Linked DNA regions of Danio rerio: all the other regions are linked to region 2. The links are chromatin contacts, called in public Micro-C maps. All regions are on one chromosome and are shown on one strand. Each heading gives the region's core, a stretch centred on a gene start, on an enhancer-like site or on the middle of the called end of the contact. The rest is flanking DNA. Distances are from core to core; before and after follow the strand shown. Region 1 overlaps si:dkey-23n7.10. Region 2 holds the start of syt13 (synaptotagmin XIII). Region 3 overlaps zgc:110699.

What was found. Hi-C and Micro-C count contacts between places; a contact is called where the count stands out from the background.
Region 1: a Micro-C map of caudal fin shows a contact between it and region 2, with 2.8 times the contacts expected there. The contact joins the enhancer-like site here to the promoter of syt13 in region 2. A contact is called at or near these places in 2 of 18 Hi-C or Micro-C datasets (caudal fin and an unstated tissue).
Region 3: a contact with region 2 is called in a Micro-C map of caudal fin, with 5 times the contacts expected there. The contact joins the enhancer-like site here to the promoter of syt13 in region 2. A contact is called at or near these places in 3 of 18 Hi-C or Micro-C datasets (caudal fin, hematopoietic stem cells and an unstated tissue).

What each region holds. Positions count from the first base shown.
Region 1 is chr7:38,999,964-39,004,989 of GRCz12tu, reverse strand. It overlaps si:dkey-23n7.10, which reads left to right. Exons shown (of 5, transcript XM_002662848.7): 4 at 481-671; 5 at 845-1,568. The coding sequence ends at 1,048. Among named protein-coding and RNA genes, the nearest start is that of si:dkey-23n7.10, 6.0 kb to the left of the region's middle. Within about 2 kb of position 3,594, at least 3 of the 62 cell types and tissues checked have an H3K27ac peak or open chromatin away from gene starts, as enhancers often do.
Region 2 is chr7:38,929,501-38,934,018 of GRCz12tu, reverse strand. It overlaps syt13 (synaptotagmin XIII), which reads right to left and starts at 2,084. Exons shown (of 8, transcript NM_001017652.1): 1 at 1,832-2,084; 2 at 747-806; 3 at 197-372. The coding sequence starts at 370. It overlaps fbxo3 (F-box protein 3), which reads left to right and starts at 3,583. Exons shown (of 11, transcript NR_144396.1): 1 at 3,583-3,692.
Region 3 is chr7:39,036,650-39,041,138 of GRCz12tu, reverse strand. zgc:110699 reads right to left here. Exons shown (of 7, transcript NM_001020806.1): 7 at 1,909-4,489. It overlaps phf21aa (PHD finger protein 21Aa), which reads left to right. Exons shown (of 15, transcript NM_001328015.1): 14 at 177-280; 15 at 472-3,805. The coding sequence ends at 1,032. Among named protein-coding and RNA genes, the nearest start is that of zgc:110699, 11 kb to the right of the region's middle. Within about 2 kb of position 2,683, at least 1 of the 62 cell types and tissues checked has an H3K27ac peak or open chromatin away from gene starts, as enhancers often do. A contact at or near this core is called in caudal fin, where this site is marked.

The sequences.
Region 1 (5,026 bases), core at 2,345-4,844, 69 kb before region 2:
GCCCAATTACCCTAACCTGCACAGTTAACCAAATTAACCCAGTTAAACCTTTAAATGTCATTTTAAGCTGTATAGAAGTGTCTTGAAAAATATCTATTATACATGCGTAAATCATGTATACATGTAATATATACATGTGAATATATAAACGTAATCTAGCTACGTAATCTAGCTGCTTGGCTTCACTGAGAACTGTGAATTCAGCTGACACTTTTTGTTTTTCATCTACTTTATAGTGGCAAAGTATGCGATTTTTAAACAGCCAGTGTGATATAGCTAGAATCATTTGATAGGATTTTAACATCAAGCAGTGAGCAGTACAGGTGGATCATTTTTTATCAAACATGAAATGTGTCCCTTCAATGCCTCTCAGATTAACACCAAAGGTGAAAAAAGTAGATCATACAAAAGACGTCTGTGCTTTGTTTGAATGATGGAGGCTGTTTGACTGTTCTGATGGTCTTGCTTCTTTCTTCAAAGGCATGGACAGTGAGAGCTGGGGTCTGTCATATAAAGGCTATATCTGGCATAAAGGAAGGAGCCGGAAATACACAGAGGCTTTTTATGAAAGAAACACAGTCATTGGGGTTCTGTTGGACTTAAGCGCAGGAACACTGACGTTCTCCCGAAATGGAGTAAACCTTGGGGTGGCCTTCACTGGCCTGGAGCAGGTAAAATGATTTATTTAACAATTATGCACGTGTTTAGGTTACTCTATGTATGCATTCCTTGTTCTTTTAAATGCAAAGCTGCAGTATCATTTTTCTTGTTATGAAAATAGCCATAGAAGCTGGCATGACATTAAACAAAGAAAATGCCTGCAGAACGTTTGTGTTCTTTGCAGGTCGGCAAGGCTTTGTATCCTCTGGTGAGCTCGACTGCTCCAGAAACTGAGCTTCAGCTGGGGTTGAGAAGCCAGAGAATCTCCTCTCTGCAGGAACACTGCATACACATCATCACACAGTCACTTTCACAAGGTAGACGTGCAAAGGGACTGCCATTACCCGCATCTCTACTCTGTCAAATACACACACATGCTCTTTTATAAGCAGGCAATGGCCTGTTTCTGATTTAGAAAATGCCATGAAACAACGCAGAACCTCCAGTGCTACAGATGCGTTATACTATGCAGCTTACCTCAAGTTTTATTATATATTTTTAAAATGTAAATTGAAGAACAAAAGTGTTGTCCAAAGATTTTAAGAGCCAAAATAAAAGTGCAATGCAGCATTACGTTTTAAATGCTGCTCTACAGCCAGTTCCCAGTACTGTCTCAGAGACGTAATCTTTTTTCCGCATGATTTACAGAGATCAACAAAAATGTCAAAGAGCTACAGAGACCTGGAAGGGACGTGATTGTGTGGGGGGAAACTGGGTGGAAGTGAATGCAGACATTTTAATATTTCAACGTGCTTTCAAGATTAAAAATATGGGAGAAATAAGGGAAAATACTTATTGATAGGATGATAGCGGGATAGAATGGTAAAATCGGGATAGAATAAAAACGGGAGGGTTGACATGTATGAAGTGAACAGTGTTTGTGGAAAAACTGTTTTGAACGGGAACACAAAAACTTTATATATATATATATATATATATATATATATATATATATATATATATATATATATATATTTTTTTTTTTTTTTTTTTTTTTTTCCTATCACTCGTTTTTTTTTTCTCTCATCAAATTTATTTTTCTTCCACCCATTTTTTCCCCACCATCACATCCCTTCTGGATCTCCATAAAGATCAAGAGAGGCATATTTAGAACAATAGTTATTTGATGACATAAGAAAATCCTTTGAAAGGGATAGTTCACACAAAAATGAATTTCTGTCATCATTTACTGGCCCTCTCATTGTTCAAAACTTGTTTGAGTTTCTTTCTTCTGTTGAACACAAAAGGAAAAAAATTCTAGAGAATGTTGGAAAAAACAGCCATTCACTTCTATTGAAATTTTTTTTTTTGCTCCTATTATGGATGTGAATGGCTGCTTTTCTTCCAGCATTATCTTGTTTTGTGTTCAACAGAAGATGGAAATTCATAAATAACTAAGTGTAAGTAAATGATGAGGTTTCATTTTTGGGTGAACTATCCCTTTAAGGATCACAGTGCGGCTTCAAAATGCTAGTTATTTTGTAGGTTCAGGTTTATTTTGATTCCCATTTCTCAACAAGGTTTAAAGTGTGAAATAATCTAAATAAAAGTCAAGAGTATTTTATTGTTTTATACACTTAAGCACAGAGAAATTGCGATAGAACAATTTTATCCAAATTTGGACATTTTTTCTTTCTCAAATGTTTTGTGAATAATTTAATTGGACACTTTATTTGGATTAATTTAATTCTCTCTATTTATTAATTGTTATTTGTAATTTTAATTTAAAACAGGAAGTCCTGGCTTTGAGCCATGTGATATTTCATTGTAAGATATGTATTTGCTCTCTGTTGACTGTCTTTCTGTAAATGTATTCCTGTTTTTATTTGTAAAATGTATGTGTCTATTTAAAACTTTCTAGAGCAGGGGTGTCCAAACTCAGTCCAGGAGGACCGGTGTCCTGCAGATTTTAGCTCCAACTTGCCTCAACACACTTGCAAGGATGTTTTGAGAAAGCCTAAGGCTGCGGTAACACCGTAGACTGGGTCACACTGGACTTTTCTCCCCATAGACTTCCATTCAGACGCATGTGAATAGGTCAGACTTGAAACGCAAGCTCGATCGCCAAATCGCAGTACTTGACTGCGTGAGACCAATCGAGGATCAAAACATGACTTCTCTGGACAGGAATTTAAAATATGGAGCAATCGCTCGCTTTTTTAAAAATGTCTAATCATTTTGTTTAATCCTGCCCCTTTTTTACAGCACCGTACTACAGAATTTCACACGCATAAACTCTAGTGCACAGGTGTCAAACTCAGTTCCAAAAGGGCCGCAGCTCTGCAGTTTAGTTCCAACCCTAATTAAACACACCTGATCAAACTAATTGAGTCCTTCAGGCTTGTTTGAAACCTACAGGTAAAGTGTGTTGAAGCAGGGTTGGAACTAATCTGTGCAGGGCTTCGGCCCTCCAGGAATTGAGTTTGACACCTCTGCTCTAGTGTGACTGCAAAGCTTGATTAGCCAGCCCAGGTGTGTCTTATTGGGATCGTAACTAAACTTTGCTTGACACCGGCACTCCATGATCAAGTTTGGGCACCCCTGTTCTAGAGAATGTTGGTAGCAATGATTGTTTCAAAAGAATACATTATCTAAAAGAAGTAAAAACAATCAAAGAGTGAATAGGGTATTTTTACTTGCTCACCACATGGTTTGTCCCAAAGCCAATAAAAAGACAAAGAGGGGGAAAAAAACGGTACACCATCTCTATCAATTTATTACTCTGAATTCACAACATGATATACAAAAGTACAGAGTTCAAAAGCACAGAATACATTTCAACAGCCAAAATGGAAGAAAAGAACCTTCACAAAAGAAGTAATGCAAAGTTCCACCTGGAAACCAGAAATGCACGTCTACAGCACAGGTAAACAGGTCGATGTTTGGATACGCACACAACAAAATGGCACAAAGTTCACAGATCTGTCCAGAGAAGGGGAATCAACAGCTAATATAGATCATCGCCAGTTCACTCCAGTAAGGCACACAGACACTTGGGTTTGAGGGAGCTTGTCTAAAACTATTTAAGCCACTGGTCCACATGTCAATGCTCAACGGATGGATTGACATGAACGGGACGTTTACAGTAAACAGTTACAATTCAAATATCAAGGCATATGACACACAACTCATTAGTGCTAAATTATCAGTACCCAAGTACCTGCTTTAAGGTTCTTTTGGACGTCAGACCCATGAAACAAGCCTCCTTTGTGCGAAATCCAGACCGTTTGTGTCCATTAATCATGGAATTCATGCGAAGGGAAATGTCGACCTTCACAAACAGAGCCCTGTGATAAAACTGCTTCTGTACTTGTGTTTTTTTAATTCATTTTTTTTTATGTACTCAAGACACTGGTAATAACTAATCGCACATTGATATGTTTCCTCACAGATAAAAGCACAATTTTACTAACAGGACAAAATGTCTTAAAAATTGTTCTTCACTATTATTATTTTTTTTATTTAGGTGACTCTTTTAATGCGCCCTTGCGTAATGGCACTGTCCCCGACAGGCAGTACGTCTTTTAGTTACAAATAAAATTGACCACACAAGCATTTAACAATATAGTCTTTGGCCAAAATAAATATGTCTGGGGCTATTAATACAACAGCAGTACTCAACAGACCACACATACACACAAAATACACACATTCAGAAAGAAGGGGGAATGTTGGCAGAGATATTTAGATATATTAGGCTTGTCACGATACTGAAATTCCGATACCAATAGGTACTAAAATTTTAAAAACGGGAACATTTGTCGAGCACCTTCTTAAACAGCGCTGATTTGCCATCATGTTCACGTGCTCAACAGAAATGACTGTGGTTGGCTATGAATGTCATCGGTTCACCGAACTCATGACTGTTTACTAAGCGCAACCACAGATACAGGGACACAGGAGTGTTTCAAAGTCACGTCGATCAGCTGGTTTGTCTATAAGTGAACATCACAGCTTTAAAATTTTCCAGTGTCCCTGTATCTGTGGTTACACACAGTAAACAGCAGTGAGTTCGGTGAACTGATGACCTTAACAGCCAATAACAGTCATTTCTGTTGTCATTAATGACATGAACACAACAAATTCAGCTGCGTTTAAAAATGGCTAAACAGCGCTTAAATGTTCGCTATAAATGGACGTCTGGAAAAATTTCAGCACCGATTAATGTCAAATTCCAGTATTGTGACAACCCTAATATATATATATATATATATATATATATATATATATATATATATATATATATATATTTATGATCAAAGATCAAAGAATTATAAATACCAGAGTGCTTCTTGCAATCTGATTCAGCATCAGGAAATGTTTGCTGGCCATAAAAGCATCTGCCCTGTTCCTGGAACCACTGAGC
Region 2 (4,518 bases), core at 835-3,334:
ATCACTGTTTCTGTGTCAGTGAGCTAACCTGCGTTACATAAGCGCCACTTTTATCCTTCCACTCAGGTGAGTCAGAACATTTCACTCTCTGCATATCCCAACATATTTTCTCATATCTGTTCTCATTTTCTAAGCTCTGTATTTAAATCTGGCAGCTGGCTCGCTGCTGCTAAGTGTGAGTGTATGTATGTCTTACCTGTGTCAGAGTATGCAGGATACTAGGTTTGGCTTTCTCTGGGTCAGCCTCATCTCCACTCTCAAGTTTCCCCTTTTTACAGCTCTTGCAAAGCAGGGAGAGACCACATAGTGTCAACACTCCAGACACTGTGCCCAGCGTAGCCCCCAACAGCGCTGTCGCAGACACCAGCATTCCTGCCCAGGAACAGACAACCAAACACACACACACACACACCGAATGAAGAGAAGAGGAGAAAACAAGAGGAGCAAATCCACACTTCAGTGATGATGTGACTCCATGCTTGCAGAGGAGGAGAGAGGAGAGGAGACACATAGAGTGGCACGTGTGTAAGTGTGTGTGTGAAACCAACTCAGTCAGACAGAGCAGAAGGAATGAATAGAGAGAGAGAGAGAGAGAGAGAGAGAGAGAGAGAGATGGGGTAATGAAAGGGGAGGGGTTTGGATGGATGGCAACCCCTCCTCTATAAGAAGTCTGTGACTGCAGCCCACCTCCCTTCACCATCAAGTGGCTGAACGTCAGGCTTTACGTCAGAGCTACGCGGACTCACCTTCACACGCTGGGTGAGCTGTAGCAGAGCTTCAAATACACTTACAGTATTAAAGGATTCCTAAAATAATGAGGAATGAAGCGTGGGAATGTCACTCTTTTATTTAAAATGATCCAAAATCAATTTAATTGTATTCTAGCACGTTTCCTGAGAACTGAACCCATGGCCTTGATGTTGTTGGCTCCACATGCTACTTTTTGAGTTACAGAGTATGAAAAAAACTATTCTTAAGTTTTAAGAGAATATCACAGTGGCAAATTAATGTGACTTCCTTTTAAAAATCATAATAATTTCCTAAACCTTGCAGCAATATCTCTTCTCTGATAACAAGGGTGAAACAACCTGTCACTTACCGATCACAGCAATAGTAATTTAATGATCTAATCAGTTTCTAATCTCATTTTTACCAGTTCAATATGCCATTGACTCAGACTACAGTAGAGAAGAAAACTACTGCACAATTCTGTTTCATGCTGACTTTTAAAGATTGAGATAGATTTTTAGAAAATATGATGTTTAATATAATTACATGAGCCTACATTTTGAGATGATGTACTCTCGAGTGCAACTAGTGCTATAGCCTCTAAAATTAATGGTTTATTTCAAAGTGTCATATAGAAAAATATATAGAAACATTTGGGGTTTCCTTATTGAACATTTCTTAATAAAAGTATTTTCTAAAGAAACTTTTTACACTTTAAGAACCTTTGTTGAAATAAAAAGATTATGGTAAAGGTTTCAAGTGATAGGATAGCCAGCACCATAGGCTAGAAAATAATAATAGGCTTGGACATTAATGTTATTTAATCAGGCAAAAGGCCAGGTCTGCTCTTTAAGATATATTTAAGTTTGACATTCATTCCTTTAAAATAATGAAGCTGTAAATCAAATGCTTGTCATGAGGCTGCAACGTTTGATCGCTTTGACCTTGAGAACGCCAGAGAGAACATAGACCTGTGACGCCATCTTGAGGCTATAAAATAATAAAACCTAAACAGCCTTAAAAAATCACCTTAACAGAATCGTTTTAGTAGAACTACTAGGGCATTAACTTATGAAAAAGTAGTCTTAGGTAGTTTACTTACCCAATTTTTAAGGACAACCAAATTGCATGTTTTTCAATGCCACGTGGACTCTATTTGGACTGGCGTGGATTTCAGTAATTCTGTTCCTATACTTAACAGAATATTACACTCGAAAAGCTCTTTAGGTTTACAATTTACTATTACAACGCACCATTTTGAGGCATCATTGTAACAATAACTGTTCTTTAAACATGTAAAATTCTAATCACTACAAAACTACTTGTCACCACAGTCACAAGGTAATTGCTACACTGGAGGTGTGACCAGTGTTGGGGTAAGGTAGAAGTAACGCGAGTTACGTAGTATAATTCCTTTCTAAGTAACGAGTAAAGTAACGGACTACTTTTGAAAAAATAAGTAATAATATTTGAGTAACTTTTTCTAATTTAATGCAAGTCACTTTTTTAGTTTAATTAATTTTTAAACTTAAAAAAATGCTGAATTAAAATGAAAGTAGTCACAATTTATCACAGAGTTAATGAGAGAATGTCTTCATTATTTTGAACACATGGATGAAAAGGAAAAGGGAATTGTCTCAATGGACAGTGATTTAACTTACGACAAATAAAAGTAGCAAACATTGCTTTAAACTCAATAATCTGTATATGGTGTGTATAGATCTGGGCTCAGGAAGTTCTCAGATAACATTATCCTTAATGTGTTTTTAAAGATAATTGTGGGTGTAAGTTATACAGTGTGTTGTTAATTGCAAGTTCTGAAAGAAATTAAGCTTCAGCCATTTCAGAAAAAGTAAGGCAAAAGTAACTGAAAAGTAACGTAACACATACTTACCATAAAAAGTACACTAGTTACTTTTGGGGGGAGTAACTCAATATTGTAATGCATTACTTTTTAAAGTAACTTTCCCCAACACTAGATGTGACCTTTATTCTTAAGGAATTGTAAAAAAAAAAAAAAAAAAAAGATTTAAATGGATTCATCTCCTTAATTAAGTCAGCATAATATGATGGGTTGCATTCTCTAATGAAAATTGTCACTGGTGTTTCTCCTGCTGGTGTTACTTTTCTTCAGGGTAACACCACTGAAGAATTGTGTTTCTCACTGATGATTCATTGTGTCACTATAATGTTGGTGTGTTTTTCCCACATTAATAAAAATGCCTTGAGATGTGTAATAATTTAAAATATAACCACTTAATATCCATTGAATTTTGCTACAGTCAAGATTTCAGCTTTAAAGGATTGTACTTGTTTATTAAAGTTTTTAAAGTATTTTCATTATTATAACAAATATATAGGCCTAACTGCAGAAATGAACTAACAATGGTAAATAATAATGTTTTTTATTTAGTATTGCCAGAGAAGTAGGTAAATGACAAAAAATGTAAAATGGGGATCATTGATTCTGTCAAGACGTGCTTAGTTTTGCTGTAAATGTTTTTATTTATTCATTGTTGAATATTGTTCTGGGCTACATATTGCAGCTTTATATTGTTTATTAAAAAAGTCATTACAAAGTCAATTTTTAAACATCATTTACATAAATTATATATGTGTTAGCTACATTACTCTATTTGGTCGATCTTATAATTGGCAACAAGTTTTATTCATTTTTTATTAATACTTCTTCTATAAAAGTAATGAGAACAAAAATCGTAAACATTATCTCGATCTCATCTCCTCACTTGGTTAATCGTCAAGTTAAAGCAGGCGACATGTGCGCAGTATTTGATAACAGAACAGCGTGCGGACACGCCCTCTTGTCATCGCATCAAGGGGCGGAGTTTCGCTTCTGCATTCGCCACCAAGATGGCAACGTCCATAGCGCTCAGCTTGGATAACTTACCGTCTGATCCCTTACTTCTGGTGCTGTCATTCCTGGACTTCCGAGATCTTATCAGGTAGACATTACACTCGAGCCATACCGTTAGTCCGTGCAACAGCAAGCACGATTTAAGCAAGTTTCTTCCTTGAATGATCTTGAAGAATAATATCAGCTGCACAGTTAGCTTGCTAAGCTAATGGTATAGCAAATGATTTTACTCTAGCAAGTGCTTTTGATAGGCATATTCTACGGCGATATTCTCCGTTTTTAGTCACTATTAAAATACATCTATCACAGTATGAACTGTTACACCGGTCATCTCCTGCATCTTTTTCTTTAAAGATGAAAGTGCATGACTTTATGTAAGTTGACAGTAAGAATGCGATAGGAGACTGCACGGATGGACATCACTAAAGCTTTATTTCTCCTTCAACTGCAAGTTTACTGTATGTGCACTGATGGTTATGAAATTGAGGTAAAGCTGGTTTTATATTCGCACATTCAGAGACATGCTCCCTTTGAACAATTTTTTTCTGAAGTCGCAAGTATGGCTATTTAATTCACTGTTAAAAATGTTGTGCTTTGATAGTCATTGGTTGCTAATATGATTTCACTATTTATCATTGGCAAATAATACTTTTCTGAAATGATATTATTAGGGAGAAAGTCAGAATGTGCACATATAAAACTAACTTTACCTCAATGATTATAAGTTAGTGATTTTGATGCTAAATATTTTGATCTGAAAATTGAGCATTACGTGACGCTATTAAGGTAAAGTTGGTTTAATATGTGCACATTCTGACTTTCTCTTTAATAATATCATTTCAGAAAAGTATTATTTGCTAAATTCAAATAGTGTAAACATATTAGCAGCCAATGACTATCAAAGCACATCATTG
Region 3 (4,489 bases), core at 1,434-3,933, 110 kb before region 2:
GTGTTTGTGCGCGCAATGCCATGGTATAGCGTAAGTCTTAATATCCCCAGAGCTCGTAGTGCATCTGTTTAGACAACTTTCCACAGAATTGTTAAATCAATTTCTCTATTGGGAAAATGAATGGGGTTTGTCTAACTTGTGCATTGAGATTCACACGTACACACATTTCCCTGCAGCTAAAGAGGGAGAAAAGGATCGACTGAAGAGATGGAGTGCAGAACTGCGTCAGGAGAGAGAAACGCTAGAACACAGAGTCGGACAGCTCAGCAACTCCATAACGGTGAGAGAAGTTCATATCATCCACTATTCATCTGCGCAGTGAGTCATACCACTGAAATTACAAATGTAACTGTGCTGCATTAATCCGCCAGAGTTCATTTATTATCCCAGAAGGCCACTATTCCATAACTATATAATGATGAGATTTTGGTCATATGAGTCAGCAGTACTATGTCTTCTCTCCCTTCACAGAAATGTATGGACAGCAAGAATAACGTACTGGCCCAGCAGAGAGACATGGAGGATTCACTCGACAAAATAAGAGGCCTGGTGCATCTGATCAGAGGAATCCAGCTGTCTCCTTTCATCTTGGCTAATGGAGAAATGTCCCACATTGGAGCTTCCGAAGCCAGCAGCTCCACTACAGACACAAACAACAACACAAATACCACAACAAGCTCCTCGGGGGCTACGGTGATAGTCAGAACCCTCTCAAACACTAGCGAAACCTTAAACCAGACCGGCGTGAGTAATAACACGGAAGCTACAAGCGCAAAGTGCGACGAAGGCAGCGAGGAGAGCACACAAATCAACAGCACGGCCAGAATCAGGAGCGAACCCACAAATACAAACGCAGCAGCCTTCAGCAATAACAGCAGCAGCAACCTGGCGGTTCTCAGTTCCAACGGAACCGTATCCGCAGGGGAGGAGAACACGAAAAAACACAAAAACAACAGTGACCTCAGCGTCATCCCACAGGCCCTCCTCGGCCCCATCGTACCCCTCACAGAAGTGACGGAGGGCGTCAAATAGCGTCGAACGCAGTTGGGAGCCTAAAGCGTGCCAGTTAACAGTGTTGTTGTTTTGTGTCGTCGTTTCATCTCTTGTATCTATGAGGGAAAGAAAATCCATAGTGCCATTTACTACATGCAGGAAGAAGGTTCCTAAAGTACCAGCAATGTGTATGCTAACGTATGCACACGGAGAAGATTTCTACAAAGAATAATGATATAGAAAAGAGTAATAAAATTTAAAGATATCACACCATTGTGTGCCTGATACAGTTGCCATATAGCACCTCTGAGTGGGAAGGCTTCTGAAGGCTGGATCGGGTGAAGGTCTCGTCCTGCTAGATGAGTAGTGCAGCTTCCTATCAGGTTCCTGTAGCTCCGATCTAAGACAAACGATACGACGCGTCTGTTTTTGTCTGTGAAATGCAGCCGAGGTGCAGTCGTTTCGTCTAGTTTTCAGTTGTCACGTCTCCAGAGGAACATGGAGCGCAAAAACAGGTCTTTATCACACACACACACTGACAAGAAACACAGGTCTTCCAGGCGTTCTGCTGGAGGTTTAACTAGTATCATTTGCATTTGTCTATTTTGTGGTGTTTTTAAAGAAAAAAAAATCGAACATTTCTGTAAATATGTTTTGCTATTTTTTACACATGACCTTATTTATAATTTCCTTCTTATTAAAAAAATCCGTAGTTCTGTTCTGCCAAATAATCGATGCCACAGGGAACTGTTCTTTTACGTTACTCTGAACATTAAAATAGATATTTAAGAGTAGTAGAGTAGTATTCGTAGTGTCGGTCCTGAAGTGTCTGTGAGGTAAATTCTGACCATGCCTTATCTACTGAACAGATGTGATTTACTGAGAGCGCGGTTCTCTCTCATCCTTCTCCATTTCCACATTGATTTGATTATGTTTTTGTTTTTACCCAGACTGTAGCAGGGGTCTCATGCCTTGTCCAATGACTTACGAGGAATCATGCAGTCAGAAATATCCCATAAAACCGGTGTGCCAGTAACGTTATGCTTATGGGCCAATTTAAGGGCTTCTGTTCTGTATCGTTTTAACACACATGGAGTCACTTTACTAGGCGATAATAACACTGTTCTGAAAGCTGTCCAAAAGCACAACACAGCATGCCTAGTGCAACTACTCCACCATTGTTTCTTAGGAGCTTTGCTTCTTTTTTCTGTTTCACATTTTGCATTTCTCTATCATATCAGAGCTCTTTCTCACCACTGTGTGCTTTCCAGTGTGTGACTGAACATGAACAAGCACAGACAAACACGCCAGACCACTTCAAACACCAGAGATTCAGCCGCGGTAGCTTGAACACTGTATCATGTGCCAAGACGACACTGCTTTCATAGTGTTTAAATAAAAATAGAAAAGCACAAGAAATAATCCAGAAACACAGCGGTGTCAAACACACATGGGGTGCGTCGCTTTTGATAAAAGACAGAAATATCTCCAGTGTTTATATCTTCGTTTCAGGTTCGTGAGTGTTTTCGATCCTGAACATGCAGCTCTAGCCTGCAGTAGCCTCTGTGTATTGGTTGCCTTAAGTTCTATAGACTATGTTAGGCTGTTTCACCGTAGTGTTATGACTTGTCGGTGTCTTAGAGTGTGCTTTTTTTCTCCCCCCTTTTCGGAAACAGAACCTACTTTGTCATCCGGTGTGGTTGTGTTAGTGAGGACAGTATAGCGAATCCGACCACTACACGTTAGGAAAGTGCTTTCTGAAGTGCTTGCGTCTTCTGTCAAAACACAATATGAATTGCTGGTTTGTTTGTTCACCTTTCTAAGAACTTACTTTTGGTTAAATGATTCCATCCCAGGATGATGATCTGGGTATGTACCCCTCATTTTAATTTTATTCCATCTAGTATTCACATGTTTTGTCTGATGAAAAAATTATACTACAACATATTTTGTCACAATTGTGAAAATTCCAAAGTGACACGCAGGAAAGCTGCGTTCTGTTTGGTGGTTTATTGGTATGTCAGGTTTTCTTGTGCATTGAAAAAAAAAGAAGAAAGAAAAGGGAAAAGAGCCCTTACATAAACGCTCATCAGATGTGACATTTGCAAATGTCATCTCCCGTCTTTAGGGCCAAGAATCCTAAGGCCAGATGTGGCTAGTAGGACTGACAGTGCTTCTGTGACAGATGTTCTCTGATGAGATAGATGGGAATCTACTGTGTCTCCTCATTCATGTCCCTTACACACGAGAATTGGGTATAGTGTCCTGAAGTGTGCGAAATCTGATTGTCAGATGTTATAGTGTTTACTGAGAGCTCAGGCTTTTGTTCACGTTTTCAACGTACGCATAATTATGCTTATGAAGAGTCACATTCTTACACCTCATGCTGTTACCTCATTCAGGTTGATGAAACCCTCAAAAATAAAATCAAGGACGGATTATTGCGAGCTGAAAATATCAGTCTGTAATCTAAAGTCCTTAACTATAAATTGAGAACACATTTTACATCAATTTGTTGTATTAAAAGTGTCTAGATTCTTTCATAGTTTTTAAAAGGGATGTGTATTGCCGTTTCTGTTTCATTTTACTTTTATACATTTTGTATGTTTGTTTTTTTATTCTTATAATTAATCTTGTGTGTTGCCTGATGTCTGTTTACCTTTTCTCATAGAATTCAAATCCATGTGTAAGTTATTTGAATATATAACTTCATGAATTTTTTCTGTTGAGGACACTGGATATTACTGGAGCATTTGATCAATTTGTATTTATTTATTTTTACCATTTTTGCTAAATAAAATTGTAAATTAAATAGCCTGTTATTCCTCTGTAGATCAATTTCGCATTGATGTAATTAATAGATATGAACACTCATATCGATGGAATAGACTTTCTTATAACCCATTTGAAAACATTTACTTCAGAGTGAACTTTACACTCTTCCAGGACAGAGAACGTCTAAAAATGGCAGTCTATAATAAAAACAAAAACACCATATAATTTGTTCTGCTCCCACATGACATTTGAGTCCCAGAGAGGCACATATCAAAATGAAATTGGATCAAAAGAGCATCAAAATATCAAGTCACAAGACACAGATCATCTGCCACATGGTGCATCATCTGCCATTTTAAGCTTGACTTAATAATACTAGACAAGTTCAATTAATCAGAATGAACACGAAGCCCATAAATAGGCACGTATGACTTCTCACACATAAACTTACAGAAACAGAATGAATGTCACAGGACTCCACTTCAAAGCAGTGAAAGGGATGCAAAAAGAGATTAATGTTGAGTGTTTAAAATATATATTTTTTTTACATTTTAAAATACCAGTTTAAAGCTCAGAGGTTGACTGCTTCCATAATAGCATACTCTCACGAGTGAGTAGAAAGTAATTAGACTTTTCTGTATTTATGTGTGTAATGAGAATGCAAGCAGACCTACTACATATTCACCATTTTGCCATTATCATATTATGACCTATCTCTGCA